2 separate regions of the Macaca mulatta genome follow, and region 2 is linked to region 1. The links are chromatin contacts, called in public Hi-C maps. All regions are on one chromosome and are shown on one strand. Each heading gives the region's core, a stretch centred on a gene start, on an enhancer-like site or on the middle of the called end of the contact. The rest is flanking DNA. Distances are from core to core; before and after follow the strand shown. Region 1 holds the start of ABRACL (ABRA C-terminal like). Region 2 holds the start of HECA (hdc homolog, cell cycle regulator).

What was found. A called contact is a pair of places that touch in the nucleus more often than the background predicts.
Region 2: a contact with region 1 is called in a Hi-C map of fetal cortical plate, with 2.1 times the contacts expected there. The contact joins the promoter of HECA here to the promoter of ABRACL in region 1. A contact is called at or near these places in 2 of 14 Hi-C or Micro-C datasets (fetal cortex germinal zone and fetal cortical plate).

Annotation. Positions count from the first base shown.
Region 1 is chr4:44,135,105-44,139,852 of T2T-MMU8v2.0, forward strand. It overlaps ABRACL (ABRA C-terminal like), which reads left to right and starts at 2,684. Exons shown (of 3, transcript NM_001193359.1): 1 at 2,684-2,692.
Region 2 is chr4:44,247,589-44,252,336 of T2T-MMU8v2.0, forward strand. HECA (hdc homolog, cell cycle regulator) reads left to right here and starts at 2,327. Exons shown (of 4, transcript XM_002808398.4): 1 at 2,327-2,924. The coding sequence starts at 2,654.

The sequences.
Region 1 (4,748 bases), core at 1,434-3,933:
CTGGGTGAAATAAAATATATTAAAATAAATCTCATCTTTTTTTTTAAAAAATGTGGCTACTAGAAATTTTAAATTGCATGTGTTTTTCACAATTTTATTTCCTTTGGACAGTGCTGGTCCATACTATGCAATTAAATACATGGATAAGGATTGTCTTAATATTTCAAATGTACATTACTTTCAGTTCTGTTTGACAAAGAACAGGTCATGGACTACTTTGGACCATTTAGTATTGGCACTTTGTGGCTGGCACTTTTGTGGCTGGCACTTTGTGGCTGGCACTTTTATTTAAAATATATTAAATACTCTTAATTTGATAAATTTTATTTTCTTTGTAGGTTAAACTTCCACATTGTTTACATTGTACATGATGATATTCCTGAGGGAATAAGGAAAGATAACAAAAGTCCATTTGGAAAGTGAAGGAGTAGGATTGGATATGAAAAATATTAGCTAAAATGTTTAACTATTTCTTTTATCAAAATGGCTTTCTTTTTTCGTTTTTTTTTTTTCTTTTCTTTTCTTTTCTTTTTTTTTTTTGAGATGCAGTCTCACTCTGTTGCCCAAGCTGGAGTGCAGTCGCACGATTTTGGGTCACTGCAACCTTCGCCTCCCGGGTTCTAGTGATTCTCCTCCCTCAGCCTCCAGAGTAGTTGGGATTACAAGCACATGCCACCATACTCAGCTAATTTTTGTATTTTTAGTAGAGATGGGGTTTCACCATGTTGGGCAGGCTGGTCTCGAACTCCTGACCTCAGGTGATCCGCCCACCTTGGCCTCCCAAAGTGTTGGGATTACAGGCATGAGCCACCGCGCCCAGCCGACAAAACAACTTTCTTACATTGTAATTCCTTATAGATTAACGTAAAGTTTGTGTTATACTTAGTTTAGCATATGTGTAAACCAAGTATTTTTTTGGGTGAGTTTATTTTTATACTAACAAGGATGTTTACTTCTTTAGGGAAAGTAATCTATTTCTTTTTCTTTGGTTGGCAATTAGCACAATCCTAATTGCTTAATCATAACATAAGTGGTACACTCCAGACTCATTATTCCTTTCATTGGATATTATCTGACTGATGAATTGTGATCCCTGTCACAGGCCAAAGTAGCAAGGTCCTGTTTGGATAATTGCTAAATATATTTTTCTTGAATTATAATTTTTTGCCTTATGTCAACTGTGAAAGATATAAACTATAACTTCTTGGCTTTCTTTTGGTGAGAAAAAAATAGGCCTCAATCCTTTTGGTAACAATATAAAACAAGTAAAAGAAAAAATAGGTCTTAAAAGATCTAGGAGTCACCTTAAACTTTATCTGCCATGAGACACTTAGAAGACTCAGACCTTTGTTGAAGATTACAGAACAGAGACTCATTCAGTCACACCCAAGAGACAGGTGTTCACTGTAAAGACTAGAATGAAGCATGGGAAGTGGATGGATCCAGTGCAGCCCCAGGGAACTGGACACTCACATGCCCCTGGGAAGCAGGTCTTCGTTGCTCTTCTTCCATCACTTGGTCTCAGCTTGTCTTTGACTGGTTTCTACCACTTGTGCCTCCACCCAACCTGCTGCTACATTCTCCTGGTTTCTGCTTACTCAAATGTTTTGCATCCCGAAGCCCATTTTGGCCCCTTCTGCCTTACCCTCTCTTAGTTCCAACCTTTCTATTACATCAGATAGCTCCGTCTCTGCATTCTCCACTTTCCATTTCCAAGGGAGAGTCTGATCTGCTTACTAATTATCAGAGTCCGTGTTTGATGAGAACTGTTTGTTCCAGGCCACCTCACAGGATGATGAATACCTCATGGATTGTGCGCTCCTGGGTCACGTGATCCCTCTTGATTTCAACTAGCTGGGCTGGGCGTGGGGAGGAGTAAGGAACGTTTTTTGTAGTTATTTGTGCAAACCCTGCTCTAGAAATAGTTTGGGTAACTGTTTCCTTTCCAAAGGGACTCTGGGTAGGGTAAGCATCTCTCTCTCACACACGCATATATTAAAATAACAGTGACTAAAACAAAGGGAGTCTGAATAAATTGAATTATGAAGTTAAATGTAGGAAATAATGAATGAACAAGGGAAGAAACCGATACTGATCCAGGGTCAACAACTACCTATGTCCAAGTCAAATTTCTTTGCAGTCTAACAAATTGGCTTTCAAGATTGCATTTTGTTTTGCGAATTAAGCCATTTTCAAGTCACGAGTCGCCCCCGGCGTCCGGAACCCATGAATGCCACATTCTTTCTAGCTGCCTTCAGCAATTCGGGGGCGCTTTGTTTCTTACGTTGGGAGAGAAATTCTGCAGGAAATCGACGCCCAGGATCAGCTGCAGATCCTGGGATCCTTGGCTCTGAGTAGCACGGTGGAAAAGTGGGGTAATCGAGGCTCCGGACCCGTTTTCCTAGGAGCCCAGGGCGCTCCACCTGTCTGGAGTCAGCTCCTTTCTTGGACGTCTCCTCCCCTGAGTTTCCTCCTCATAGGCTTGTCCCTGGGAGTGTGGGCGGCCCCTTTCTTGAGCGCAGAAACACTTACTTTTCCCCCTACCCTGCTCCTCCTCCTCCACAGCCGTCTTTCTCTTTGCCTCAGCCACTTCCTTTCTTGGCCTCACCCTCCCCAGTGCACTGAAGAAGGTAACCGGGTCCGGACCCACGCGGCGCCAGTTCTCCCGCGGGAAGGAAAACCGGGCAGAGAGGTACGTGAGCGCCCGGGCAGATGTGGCTTAGGTAGCAGGGATGGACCGGGTGTCCGGGGTGCGCCGCCGGGCACTGCGGGCTGCGGTGAGAGTCGGGTCGGGAGGGGGTCGGGAGGGGGCCAGGAAGGGGCCCAGGGCGCGCGGAGGCTGCGACCGGCTGGGCTGAGACCTCGAGGGCTGAGGTCCCGGGGGGCGCGCGCCGCTCACGCCCCCACCTCTAGGGCCGACTTCCGCACTCGGCTCACGTGACGTTTCGCCGGCCGGGGGCGGACTGGGAAGCCGGCAGAAATGGAACGATTTTTACCGCGGTGCGACGTGTCGGCTTTGCACTTGGTGGTGGTTCATGAGCCAGTTCTGCAGAGCTGGGTGGGGAAGGGCTGGGGGCAAGGGGAGAGACTGCCCCAAGGAACGTGGTGGCCTCAGGGCAGTGGACTCTGCAGCGCCGGAGGTGGGTGCGGCTCTGTGCGCTCCAGGTCAGGGGGTGCAGAGTCGTGAGGGGACACCAGGGGCTCTTGGAGCCCGGGGCAGGGTCCGTTTTCCTCTCCCGGTTTGGGCGCTCGCTCTTTCGGCGCTTCGGGATGCCGGGGCCACTGGGGAGACGGACCCGGGGCGCCGCGCCGGGAGCTGCGGAGACAAAGGCTTCCGGGACGCGGCCCTTCCCTGGCGCCAGCGGTGCCGCCCCGCAACTGGGGGCCCAGGCCGGCGCTCCCCAGCCCTGCACCGGTGCCGGCGCTGACCGTGTGATGATGGGCTGCAGGGCACGGGGTTAAGGGACCTCTACCAGGCAGAACCCCAAACTGGGAGCAGGATGGCCAAATATGGAGTGAGCGCGCCCCAGACCGGAGGGAGGAAGGAGCCCAGTCATCCTTTGACCCGCACCAGCTGCTTGTCCGCGATTACGAAGGAGGGCTGAGAAAACGTGCCCAGCCCGAGTGTGTAAAGTTGGTTCCTGGTTCCAGACATACCTATTCCAGTAGGTTATATTTCCTTGGATATTAGAAAATCTCCATGCATTGCCTCCAAACTTTTGAAAAATAACAATGCCCTGAGGGTCTTGAAATATATTCTAAAGTGTGTATTGATGGTGGGTTTCGGGTTCTGCCCAGTCCACCGACTTTACGCTTCCTTTGTGTTTCCCACGCACAAAGCCTAAATCGATTCTGCGACGACAATTAGAGTGCCTGGCCGGCATCTGCCTCGCCTTCCCTGGAGCATTTTCCTGTCTTCTGGTCCAGCCGCTCACCATTAAGCTCTTCCCCTTAGACTTGCTCTGCTTCTCACCTCTCCTTATTGTTCTTTTTTTTTTTTTTCCCTTAGAGATAGTTTCACGGTACTCGTGAGAATGTGTTACGTTCATATAACCAAATCAGGGTAATTGGGATATCCATCACCTTAAATGTTTATCTCTTTATGCTAGGAACATTCAACTTATTTGCTTTTAGCCATTTGGAAGTGTACAATCCATTAATGTGAACTATGGTCACCCCACTGATCAATGCAACATCGGGTCTTATTTCTTCTGTGTATTTATATCCATCAACCTCTCTTCATCCCTCCACCCCCTTCATTGTTCTGCATCTTGCTCACTGCAGTCCTGGGATTCTGTCCTTATTATAAAAGGCCATGGGTCTTTCAAGGATTGTGTCACAATAGGTATTTTTCCCCCCTTTGTCCCTCTCCTTCCTAAATAATAAATAAATAAAACATGTCAAGTTAAGTATGCTAGCAATTGTTTCTAAACCTGTTATTTTCCTATTTATAGTGGTCTGGGCAGGGAGCCTTTCTTGCTTTGTAAGTATTCTGCCTTGGTAAGAGCTCAGCATGTCACATTTCGTGTAAATCCCACTCACTCTTATATTTAGTGTATTTGCATAATGGCAAAAGAGGAAGAGGAAGGGGGAAAGAAGAGCCACCACCGTGTGGTAGAAACAGCATTTAGTTGTGGGGCATTAACCCCTGTTTCGTTATCCTTCAAATGGGGATAAATAAATGCCTTGTAAGGTTCTTAGAACTACATGAATTAACGCAGATAAGGAGCCTGATGTGTAATTAAGTA
Region 2 (4,748 bases), core at 1,077-3,576, 110 kb after region 1:
AAGCTAGGCACAATCCCTGCTCTCTTAGCACTTAGGGGATTTCAAGGTAGGGGAGAAATAGACATGAAAATATAAGCACAAAATATCTAACGGGTCACTATCCTCTAATACACATTAGGGAATTAAAAGTTTCATCTTCTTTTTTCTGCTAAACAGTCCAACCAGCAATTTCCCCTGAGTATCCAGTGCTTGCTCCTCCTTGCTGCTCCAGGCTCTGTTATGCACTCTGCTGTGGTTGCCTAGAGCTCCCAATCAGAATCCTCTCTCCATTACCTGAATGTGGGGGAGGGTATTGTTTCCTGTACTTTCCTGTCTGTATCTCTATAGTTCACAATGAGGCAGAGAATAGAGTCTGGAGGCAGGGAACCTAAGGGCGTTTCACCCCGACTTCCTAAACTAAATTGAAAGGAAAACCCTAACTTTCCACACCTAAGTAACAAAAGAACCAGAAGCTGCTCTCTTTGCAAACCCTCAGCTTTTCTGCGTGGCAGATGGGAACTTGGCTGTCGGCAACCCATCAGACTGATTGCGGGTGGAGTCTTTGTTTGCATAGAAGTGCAACTTTGTAACTTCACCTTAGCCTCTGGTTGCTTTTTGAACAGAAGTGTGCAAAAAGTGTGTTTGCACAGAAGTGTGACCTTTATAACTCCACTTCAGCCTCTGATTGGTTGCCGCAAGCAACCAGACCAATTGTGGGCCACCACTTCATTTACATGGTGTGAGGATGAAGTGGCCAGTAGGAAATCTCCAGGGGGTATTTGGACCTGAGAAGATTCTGTATCCGGAACCTTGAGCCACTACTGGGGCCGCTTCCACACTGTGGAGTGTACTTTCACTCTCAATAAATCCCTGCTTTCTTCTTTCCTTGCTTCCTTCTTTCCTTGCTTTGCTGGGCGTTTGGTCCAATTGTTTGTTCAAAATGCCAAGAACCTGGACCACTTGCAGTCAGGACCCTCTAATGGTAACAACAACACCGTGACAGAGCTTTTACCGAAGAGCTAAATTAAAAATTACACTATAAAAGGGGAACACTGTAAAGCTGTCAGCTAAACTAGTCTTTCCTCCACAGTTCGTGAGGAAAGAACCTAATTTATACATTCAAGAAATGTATGCTAGCTGTTCTCTGATGTGCCCAAGGCAGATAAAATCTATCCATGGAGGTTTCATTTGAGTGAGAGGGAGATATGCAAGAAATAAGTAAACACGTACATTGCCAACATAATTAGAGATGGAGGAGGAAAATAACAGGGTGGAACTTCTGACAGCTCTCCTGGGAAGGTCTCTGTGGAAGTGATGTATTTGAGCTGAGACCTGAAGGAAGGGAAGGAGTTGGCTGAAAAGGCAGAACAGAATTGCAGAAAGAGATCAAGGGGAGCTCTTCCCAGGGGTCCCCTGCCCTCATGTTGCCTGTCTTCACAGGTATCACCTAATCTCCTACTGCTCATAACCTGGCTACCCATCTTTCAGGACAACTGAGCCCTACGCATAGGGATGGGTTCCCCCCAAGCAGGGACTGCTTCAAAGTCCAGGCAACATCTAGTTACATCCCTGGATGATGGGTCTTGTTTCAATGAATTGTTTTCACCACCAGACTGTGAAGGCTCCCATTCAAGACCCTGGTGTTCATCCCCATTGTCTGGGAACCCTACCCTGTTTCTTTTTTTCTTTTCTTTTTTTGAGACAGAGTCTTGCTGTGTTGCCCAAGCTGGAGTGCAGTGGCGCGATCTTGGCTTCCAGGTTCAAGTGATTCTCCTGCTTCAGCCTCCCGAGTAGCTGGGACTACAGGCGCACGCCACCACGCCCAGCTAATTTTTTTTGTATTTTTAGTAGAGACGGGGTTTCACCATGTTGACCAGGATGGTCTCGATCTCTTGAACTCGTGATCCATCCGCCTCGGCCTTCCAAAGTGCTGGGATTACAGGCATGAGTCACCGCGCCCGGTCCCCTATTTCTTTCATTACTGTTACTGACGGGCATAGCCTTTGAATGAGTTATTAATCCAAAATCCTTTGTTTTCCATTCTTGCTCTAGTCACAGCTTATTTTTCCAGACCATATTGTTCTAAGCCTCAATTACATTAAAGTCAGGAGGCCACCAAAGAACTCCACATGCCACCGCGCTGGCGGGTGGAGCAAGTCAAACAGGGCGGCTCACGAACACCCAGGAGTCCAGGAGGCCGGGGTGGGGAGGCCTGGATGACGTCACTGGAGGTGGCCCGGCCCCGCGCGCGGCGTGACGTCACGCGGGCGGTCCCGTCAGCCGTGAGGTCACCTGGTGGGCGCGGCCAGGCCGAATCCCCAGTGTCGTCACGGGAGGGGGCGGGCCCAGAGCGTGTCAGCGCAGCCGAATCAAAACAAGCCGGAGACCCGCCTTTTCCCTCCGGCTCGGGAGAGTCTCGCTCGCGCCCCGGGCCCGCGGCGCCCGCGCGGCTGCGAGCCTCGGGTAGCCGCGTGCCGGCTCCAGGAAGCCGGAGAGGGCGCGGCGGCCGGGATGGCGCGGCACGGGCCGTGCGGCTAGACGGGTGCCGAGGGAATCGCCGGCTCGCGCCCTCCGTTCTTTCCCGGAGCCGGCTTCGCGCAGGGCCGGGAGCGGCCGTGCAGCTGGGATCCGCCTTCGCTGACGCCGGGCACCTACCTGGACGCTCGCGAGCGAGATGCCCAACCCCAAAAACAGCAAAGGCGGCCGCAAAAACAAGCGCGCCAACAGCAGCGGCGACGAGCAGGAAAATGGAGCCGGGGCCCTGGCAGCGGCGGGCGCGGCAGGAGCGGCGGCCGGGGGGGCCCTGGCGGCGGCTGCCGGCTGCGGGGCGGCGGCGGCGGGTGCGCCGGGCACCGGAGGCGCGGCGGGCGCAGGAGGCGCGGGGACTGGCGCCGCGAACGCCGCGGCCGCCGCGGGGGCTGCAGCCGCGGGCGATGCCAAAAACGGTAAGACGGGGCTGGCGGGGAGAGCGCCAACTTCCTCCCCGACGGGGACGGCGCGGTGGCGGGGCCCTGGGTGGCGCGGGCGGTGCGTGGACAATGCGAGAGTCAGGAAGTGCTCACCCCGCCCCTCCGCCCCGCCGCGGCTGCCCCTTCGCGGTCCCCACGCCTGGCGGCGGGGACGGATCTGCGGCCCGTGCCGGGTGTCCGCGCGGGGGGCAGCCCGCGCCCCACACTCTGAGGGACTCCAGGCTGCGGCAGCGCTGCCCTCGGGCCCAGCCTGCTGCCCGCGCTGGCACTGCCCCGCCGTGTGTGCCGGGCCGCAGGGAGGAAGGAAGGGAGGAAAGAGCCGCCCAAGTTGAGAAGAATGATCCGACTGAAAACTTAGGCACCGGTTCATTCTTCTCGGTGCTCCCAGGCCACCCATAACCCCCGGAGTAAGGGAGAGCCTCAATTCTCAGCACACCCAGGCTTGCTGCGTCGATCGCCACAGGTGAAGAGGCCTCGAGACATTTAGGGCCTCTGTGTTTGCTCTTAATTTTTTGGCTTGCTTGAGGAAGGAAGAGAATCTGAACTTGACTTCCGTTCTCAGCCCGTAGTTAAAAAAAAAAAATCATTCTCTATGTCATTCTGCTTAACATTGTCAGAAGGAAGCTTTATAATCTTAGGTAGCGCCTGAATGCTCTTTTTGAGGGGACACTTAGGAACTGGCCAAGATGTGACAGGATTTCTGTTCTCATTACAGAGCCGTGGTTTTCGTTAGAAGGTGCTGGGCAAACACTTTTACTCATTTGGACAGTTCTTTGAATTCCTCTAGTCAGGCACTTTTTCCAGGAAGACAACCTAGGTATTTTAATGAAGGGAGACTTGAATTGTTATATCTGGCTTTTAATTTACAGCTTCAGGTTTTCAGGTTTTTAAACCATTCTTTATGTAGATCAGGCACTTTTTTTTTTTTTTAGACGGAGTTTAGCAATTTCGCCCAGGCTGGAGTGTAGTGGCGCGATCTCGGCTCACTGCAACCTCCGCCTTCCGGTTTGAAGCGATTCTCCTGCTTCAGCCTCCCGAGTAGCTGGGATTACAGGCCCCCACCACCACGCCGGGCTAATTTGTGTTATTTTTAGTAGAGACAGGGTTTCACCATGTTGGCCAGGCTGGTCTCGAATTCCTGACCTCGTGATCCGCCCATCTCGGCCTCCCAAAGTGCTGGGATTACAGGCGTGAGTCGCCACGCCCGGCCAGATCAGGAACTTTTTAAACAGGGCACCTACATTTACAAGCAACCTATAGCGCTCTGAACATAGGCGGCTGAATGTCGCCTGTTAGAAACAGAACTGTAGGCCCCGTTGGCTGTGTCTCTGCAATATTGAAATAGGAAGATTTATTTATTTATTTTCAGAAACAAACTTACCCCGTTTGTGAATGTCTCAATACTAGTTTTGGGTAGCCTGTGTTCTTCATGTTCTTTCGTTTTTCTCCTGGCTTTAACCTTCATTTTGGTATTGATGTGGCAGAGAGAAAGGTGCTCAGACTCTGGGTAGGACAGACTCCTAGCTCAGCCATTTAGAGCTTCGTCATCTTGGAAAGGTCAGTCTTCCTGAGCCTCAATTTCCTCATGTGTAAACTTGAAAAAAAAAATTACCCTGGCTCCCTCCTAGCGTTATTGAGAGGCTCGGAGTGTCCCTTCCCTATTATGCTCCCAGTTCTTGTTATTTTAAAGGTTACATATATAATGAGCTTAAGGTTTCTCACAAAGAGTGCATGAACAATGATGACAGCTTTCGTTTATTCATTCAAAAAGGATTAACTACCTGCAGTGTTCCAAGTACC